2 separate regions of the Mus musculus genome follow, and region 2 is linked to region 1. The links are chromatin contacts, called in public Hi-C maps. All regions are on one chromosome and are shown on one strand. Each heading gives the region's core, a stretch centred on a gene start, on an enhancer-like site or on the middle of the called end of the contact. The rest is flanking DNA. Distances are from core to core; before and after follow the strand shown. Region 1 has its middle 94 kb from the start of Gm23324. Region 2 has its middle 110 kb from the start of Spertl.

Evidence for each region. Hi-C and Micro-C count contacts between places; a contact is called where the count stands out from the background.
Region 2: a contact with region 1 is called in a Hi-C map of the 63-12 cell line, with 5 times the contacts expected there. The contact joins two enhancer-like sites. A contact is called at or near these places in 1 of 39 promoter capture datasets (the C10 cell line), 1 of 15 datasets of contacts at CTCF or cohesin (pro-B cells), 3 of 484 Hi-C or Micro-C datasets (the 63-12 cell line, the C10 cell line and large pre-B cells) and 2 of 115 datasets of contacts at active chromatin or transcription factors (the 230-238 cell line and large pre-B cells).

Annotation. Positions count from the first base shown.
Region 1 is chr14:94,540,554-94,543,876 of GRCm38.p6, forward strand. No RefSeq gene overlaps it. Among named protein-coding and RNA genes, the nearest start is that of Gm23324, 94 kb to the left of the region's middle. Within about 2 kb of position 1,743, at least 14 of the 459 cell types and tissues checked have an H3K27ac peak or open chromatin away from gene starts, as enhancers often do. A contact at or near this core is called in the 63-12 cell line, where this site is marked.
Region 2 is chr14:95,774,496-95,777,818 of GRCm38.p6, forward strand. No RefSeq gene overlaps it. Among named protein-coding and RNA genes, the nearest start is that of Spertl, 110 kb to the right of the region's middle. Within about 2 kb of position 1,471, at least 2 of the 459 cell types and tissues checked have an H3K27ac peak or open chromatin away from gene starts, as enhancers often do. A contact at or near this core is called in the 63-12 cell line, where this site is marked.

The DNA.
Region 1 (3,323 bases), core at 493-2,992:
CCTATGAAGGTTCTATGCCCCAGTGTGGGGAAATGCCAGGGCCAGGAAGTGGGAGTGGGTGCGTTGGTGAGCAAGGGTAGGGATAGGGGGTAGGGGCAGGGGACATTTTTAATGTAAATAAAGTATCCAATAATATTTAAAAAATTGTACCATGTAATTTAAAAAGATACATTATATACTGTTATACTGGATTTTTCTTTTTTGTTTCTTTTCATTCTTTTTTATTAGATATTTTCTTTATTTACATTTCAAATGCTTATAATGAAAGTTCCCTCTCCCCTCCCCCACCCTGCTCCCCTACCTACCCACTCCCCCTTTTTGGCCCTGGCGTTCCCCTGTACTGGGGCATATAAAGTTTGTGTGTCCAATGGGCCACTCTTTCCAATGATGGCTGACTAGGCCATCTTCTGATACATATGCAGCTGGAGACATGAGCTCCAGGGATACTGGTTAGTTCATATTGTTGTTCCACTTATAGGGTTGCAGACCCCTTCAGCTCCTTGGGTACTTTCTCTAGCTCCTCCATTGGGGTCCCTGAGTTCCATCTAATAGCTGACTGTAAGCATCTTTTTCAATGCATCTGTTCCCGGGGCCATGAGAGCAGAGACTCTGTTTCTTCCTAAGATCTATCTAAGGTCATGATCTATTTCATATTGTTCCAGATAGAAGTGACCCTGACTAAAACATCTGGACCCCAACAGTGTTCCCAAACAAATCTTCTTTCCATTATAGTAATTTTATGAATATTTTTCACAGAAAATGTGGGGCAAGTGGACCATGCCACCAGACAGAAGAACTGATCAGACTGAGTGAGCTCAGACCCCTGTGAATCTCAGAAATGAGAATACAGGGAGAGGAAACACTCCTTGGATGCATGCTTTCCAAGGGGTAGCCATGACACCCTGCTGAGAGGACCTTGACAATCAGTCAGGTACCAAAAACATCTGGCATCCTTTTCCATGCAAATAGAGCACTACAAACATCTCAAATTGTGCCACTAAGAAACATCGATCCCTGCACCAAGACCATCACCGCCACCACCCACTCCTCGATGTTTTTAAAATTCTTGTCCACGTGGAATAAAGTATACAGTATACAAGATATTTCACAAAAAAATCCTCTGAGAGTGACTCTTTTACTGAGCTGTAACACATGGGAAGAGTTCTCTTTTGTCCAACGCATTTATCACTGGATCTTGGACCTGCCTGACAGGCTATGCTCACTGTTTAGCTGCCCCTGTCGCTGCCATTTTAAGACCAGAAGAGTCTTTCATCAAGAATGTCCCACTGTCAGAAACACAGAGAAGGAGATCCATGCAACAAGCAAGAGGTTTATTGATCCAGTGTGCTCTGGGGCTGTCCTACAATTGGGGAAGAGGTGACCCCGAAGATAATAAGCACACACTTTTTTTTATTACATATTTTCCTCAATTACATTTCCAATGCTATCCCAAAAGTCCCCCATACCGTTGGTTTAAGCCCAGTGGTGGCCCGAACTGATCTTTCTCAGCATTTGTGGCTCCAGGTGAGGTGAGGTCTTAGTCACCAGAAGAGGGAACTGAAACACTTTTGGTCGTTATCTGCACCTGCATTGTGGTCAGGGCTTCCTTGTAAAGCTTGTTTTGCTGGGTCATTTGGGGAAGGAAGTGTTCATCACAACCTTCTAGTGGAAAGTCCCCAGGGTGCTATCCTGGAAAGGACTTTCAGCGGTCATCTTATGTTCTCTAAGGTCGCACACCATTGTTGCGGCCCATGTTGCCCCTGCCGTTGGAACTGGCATTGCAGAGGGAGTGAGATCTTGGCTACCTGCCCCACAAAGGCTTCGAGAACTTCTTTCCTTCTTTGTAAGAGCTGTAATAAGTTCAGCTTTTCCGGGGTACCAAGAGAGCCATTCAATTTATTTGTTCTGGTTCCTCGAAGGACAAAAAGTAACAGAAAGTTGATTAGTACATAATCTGAGAAAGAGTTAAGGACAGGTAATGCCTTTAAAAATATATTGATTTATTATTTTTGGACCTGAGAGGAACACCTTATTATGAACTCTTGTTAAGCTTTGATGGAATGTGTACTTGTATTGGGATCAAAACTTATACGACCCATGTAAAGAATTCTGCACCCACATCATGTTTAATATTACATGAGACTGAATGCTACTCATTCAAAGATGGTCACGAGTGACTGTCCTCTGAGCCATACAACTTCTATCTTGAAGAAATTAGCTCTTCTATATCAAATCTGCCTGCAGAAGATAATCCCAGATGGCATGTTTACATTGGACCTTCCCATATGGATGGTCAGAATATGGCCACTTTGCCTTTTCATGTGGGAACTCTGCCCCTGGCCTAGGGGAGGGATTAGAGTAGACAGAGAGCAGGGAGTCTGTTATGTGGGAATGGAGAAGCTCTAGTTGATAACACTTTCTAGGTGTAGCAGGTTCGGGGAAAGAATACCGAAATCTATCTAACTCCTCATCTAGGCTCTGTAAGGAAGTGAAGTAAATTCATTGGTTCCCCAGCATGAACTTTGGTGGAATTATCCCTTAATCTGCCATTGTAAGATTGAGAGCAGGAGTAGACATTGCTTAGTTTCTCCAAGGGAAGGAAAGAATATTCGCATCAGAGACATCGTTTTGCTGCATCCTAGGAATAAAACTCACTGACAAGGAATGATGTTGCCTTAAGTCAAAAGAAAGGAGAGAATGAGAAAAGAAAGAAAAAAAGAAAGGAAGGAAGAAAGAAAACAAAAGAAGAAAAAGAAATCAAGAAGCAACTTATAGATATTGTAGTATCTAACAAAACAGGTTTCAAAAAGGAAAAAAAGAAAAAAAAAAACCCTAATCCACAGAGGAGAAGGCTACTACATACTTATTACAAAAGATAATTTATTAAGAATATATTACAACTTTAAACATTTGTACATCATAAGCAAGGGCAACCCAGTGTATAGAAGAATTACCACTATAGTTTAAATAAAATTGATCTTAAAACAGCAATGGCAAGGGGCTTCAGTATCTCAATCTTACCTATAGATCAGACATCCAGACAGAAATAAACAGAAATACTGAAGTTAAATCATGCCATACATGAAGTGAACCTAAGACATGTCTATAGAGAATTCCACACAAATGCTAGAGAATAAGCTTCCGGATCAGAAGGCCATAAAACTTTCTACAACACTGATCCAGTTACTGGACACAAAGCAAAATTTCAGAATCAAAATAAGATTGAAACAACACCTTGTATCTTATCTGAACACCATGGATTAAAGCATATTCTAAAAAAGAAAAAAAAAGAAAGAAATGACAAAAAATTATACAAACTCATG
Region 2 (3,323 bases), core at 221-2,720, 1.2 Mb after region 1:
TGTGTGTAAACGCACATGTGTGCATGCATGTGTCTGTGTGTTCATGTGCGTGCATGTCTGTAGAAATGTGTGTGATGAGAATTGAAGCAATACAGTCTAAAGACACAAAGGAGACAAATGAAATGAAACGTGAGAAGAGGGAGGTAGGAAGATATGAGCATGAAATAAGCTAAATATGTACAACAAAATTGTGTGAAAATTGAGAACCTAAAAAGAAGTTTAAAAATGGTAGCTGTGATTTGTTGTGTAACTTAGTATTCCCAACTTAAATACGAGTTATGTCTAAAGTTCATTTGCTACTAAAGAAAGAGTAATAATACTGTGAATTTTGTCCACACGTGTTCAGTCGTGCTGAGTGAGCAGTATCTAAAGACTGTAGTATGACATCCATGGTTTTCATTTAAAAACTAACAAAGTTTAATGAAACTGTATTATCTTATTGTATTGAATCTTTGCTTATTCAAGTTAGTCTAATTCAGACTTACTAATAAATTGCAAATTCCCATGTCATTTAAAGTAAAATATTACATTCTATATCTATCAGTAATACATGTAAGCATATATAGTAGCACATAAGGAAAAACAAAGGAGTGTCAGATTCCATTGTAGTGAGTCTTTAAGGTTTTCTTTAGTTCTTATTTGCCAAGGAATTTTAGCAGTAAGAGTAAAAAAAAGGTCCTAATGAAATGTATATAGTTTTCATGCAATTATGCACAAAAGAGTTGCTAAAAGCTTCAATTCGCCTTTAAACTTCAAAGTAAGGCAATTTAATTTACTTTGATCTAATTTTAAAATTACATGGTAGTTTTAAAAGTTACAGAACAAAATGCTATATTTAATCCTTTTTATCTTACCAAAAATTGAGGAAGTGAACTTTAAGGGTGTTTCATTCATTGTCAATGCCTATGGCTCATGATCCTTTTATTGCTACCATCTTTTCTTTTTTTGAATTGTTATTGCGTTGTTCAGTATTCTTTTTGACTGGATATTCAATGCTGATAGCCTTTCTGGAACAGTGCCAATATTTACTTCCTACTTTAGTAGGATTTACTTCATGTTCCAAATTGTTTCAAATTGTTTTGCTTATACTTAGTTACAGAAAACATTATGTACATGTATTCAAAACATCTATATGTTAAAGCCATACAGCTGCAACCATAAAGTGTCTAGAATGTCTCCAGGCCATGAAACTTATTGTCAATTAAGTTTAAATCATGTCTGAGAGGGGAAAAATCATATAAAATATGTCAGACTTCTCCAGAAACTTAGCTTAGCAAGCACAAAAATGACATGATGCTAACCAGATTTTGTTTCTGTTTTCACAAGAGGAAGCATGCTCATCTTTGTGGTTAAAGCTGGCATTTCACAAAGTAAGCTTCTATTTACATTTGGTGAGTATATTTACATATGTGTAGTAGCCATAGTGGTAGAGAACAGCAGACTAGGATGCACAGAACCACTTAAGCAGGGCTCATAGGACCTCACAGACAATGAAGCTGCAACTGTAGAGTCTACATGGGTCTGTGCTAGGCTGTCTGCATACATGCTTTAGCTTTGTCGGTTTGATTAACTCCTAACAGTGAGAACGTGGGTCTCTGTGACTCTTTTTCCTGATTCTGGGACCTTTTCCCTCTAACTGGGGTGTTTTATCAAGCCTTTATAGGATGGTTTGTGCCAACTCTTAGTGCATTTTTTATACCAAGTTTGTTTGATACCACTGGGGGGCCCTGCTATTTTCTTAAGAGAAACAGAAGAGCAGTGAATCTGGGAGAGAGGGAAGGTGGATCCAGGCTGGGAAGAGGAGAGGGGGAGCTGTGGATGAGATGCATTGTAGGAGAGAAGAATGAATTAAAAAATGGAAGAAAACATGAGACATTTAGAAAAATAATTTTTTTGTAACCAGAATTACAAAGGCATTATGAAAGCAAGAACAGAAAATGATTTAAAGTTCCCTTCTTAGCGTTATAAACCTGCCTTGAACACAAAACTTGAAGAAAGACAACAACTGTCACAAGGACTGTAATCCAAGTGGCAGTGCCCTCATTGCCTCAGGAGCCTGCCAGTTTCTAGACAGGTTAAGCAACTGACTCAAGGTCACCTCCCTAGTATGGTGCAGGCAAGAGCAGACTTTAGACTTGTTTTTACATTAAAGCTTGGTGTTTCACAGTTAGCGTCCTGTTACCTCATGCACCTAAAGAGAAAACGATACAGAAATTACTTTGAAATGAGTGAAATATGTAGTGTAATGAGGAGAAATTAGATTTTGTTTTGTTAAAGTGCTTTTCCACATCTGCAGGATAGCTACTCAAATTGCATTTATATTTTTAAACTATGTGAAATCCTATTGCTGTTTATTTCTAAAATCCTCCCTTTTCAGATGATTTACTTTTCTGCTCTATTTTCTGTTTGGATTCTTTGCCAGTCCTGTGGGTTTGTAATGCAGGAATACCATTTCTTAACTCTACTTCGTTAACTAAGATTCAATTATCTGGATATTAATGCCATAATTAAAGAGCATAATCCTTTTGCTTTATTCTGATATAAAACTGTACTGTATTGCATGTGTTGTTGCACATTTGAATAAACAGTGAATTTGAACATTATAATGCCCTTTCTATATTCTTAGATTCTATGCTGGGATTTTCAATCTCTATCACCAAGATAATCAAAGCCATCGAGTGACAGGTGCAAAGGAATGACATTTTCTTTCTATTTGAATGTGAATTCACTGTAAGAAAATTATTTTTCTTTAAATGTGTATTGAGTCATCGGTGAAACATGATTTTTTTTATGCACTAATTTCTCAAGGAATCCACCATGTGTTTTCTGATGAAAATGTTTCAAATAATACTGAATGAAATAATTCCATATTCTCCCAAGATATTAAGTTAGTGAGTTATTTTGGAGGATATAATGTTGCTATGTGTATGGCACACTTAATTATATGTGCTCATGTACATACATCAAACAACATTTTTGTGTGTTTTTCTGAGTGTGCATGTGTGTATTTGTGTGTGTGTGTGTGTGTGTGTGTGTGTGTGTGTGTGTGTGTGTGTGTGTGTGTGTGTATGTAGAGAAAAGGAGGGTAAAATCTAATATCAGAAATGCTAAGTTTTCATAACAGAAGGATAGTACAAGAGTGCCACCTCCTGGATCTTCTACACTAAACAATTTTTTTTTCATAATGTCCTTGACTTTCAAATGAATTTAGATTAGGGATGTTTCTTGATAGTCTTTCATCCCAGTATTTTCCTATTCATAATCATATAGTGTTCTAAATCTTACTATAAAGTTGCTTAGAATCCAATGGCTGTATGTGGAGA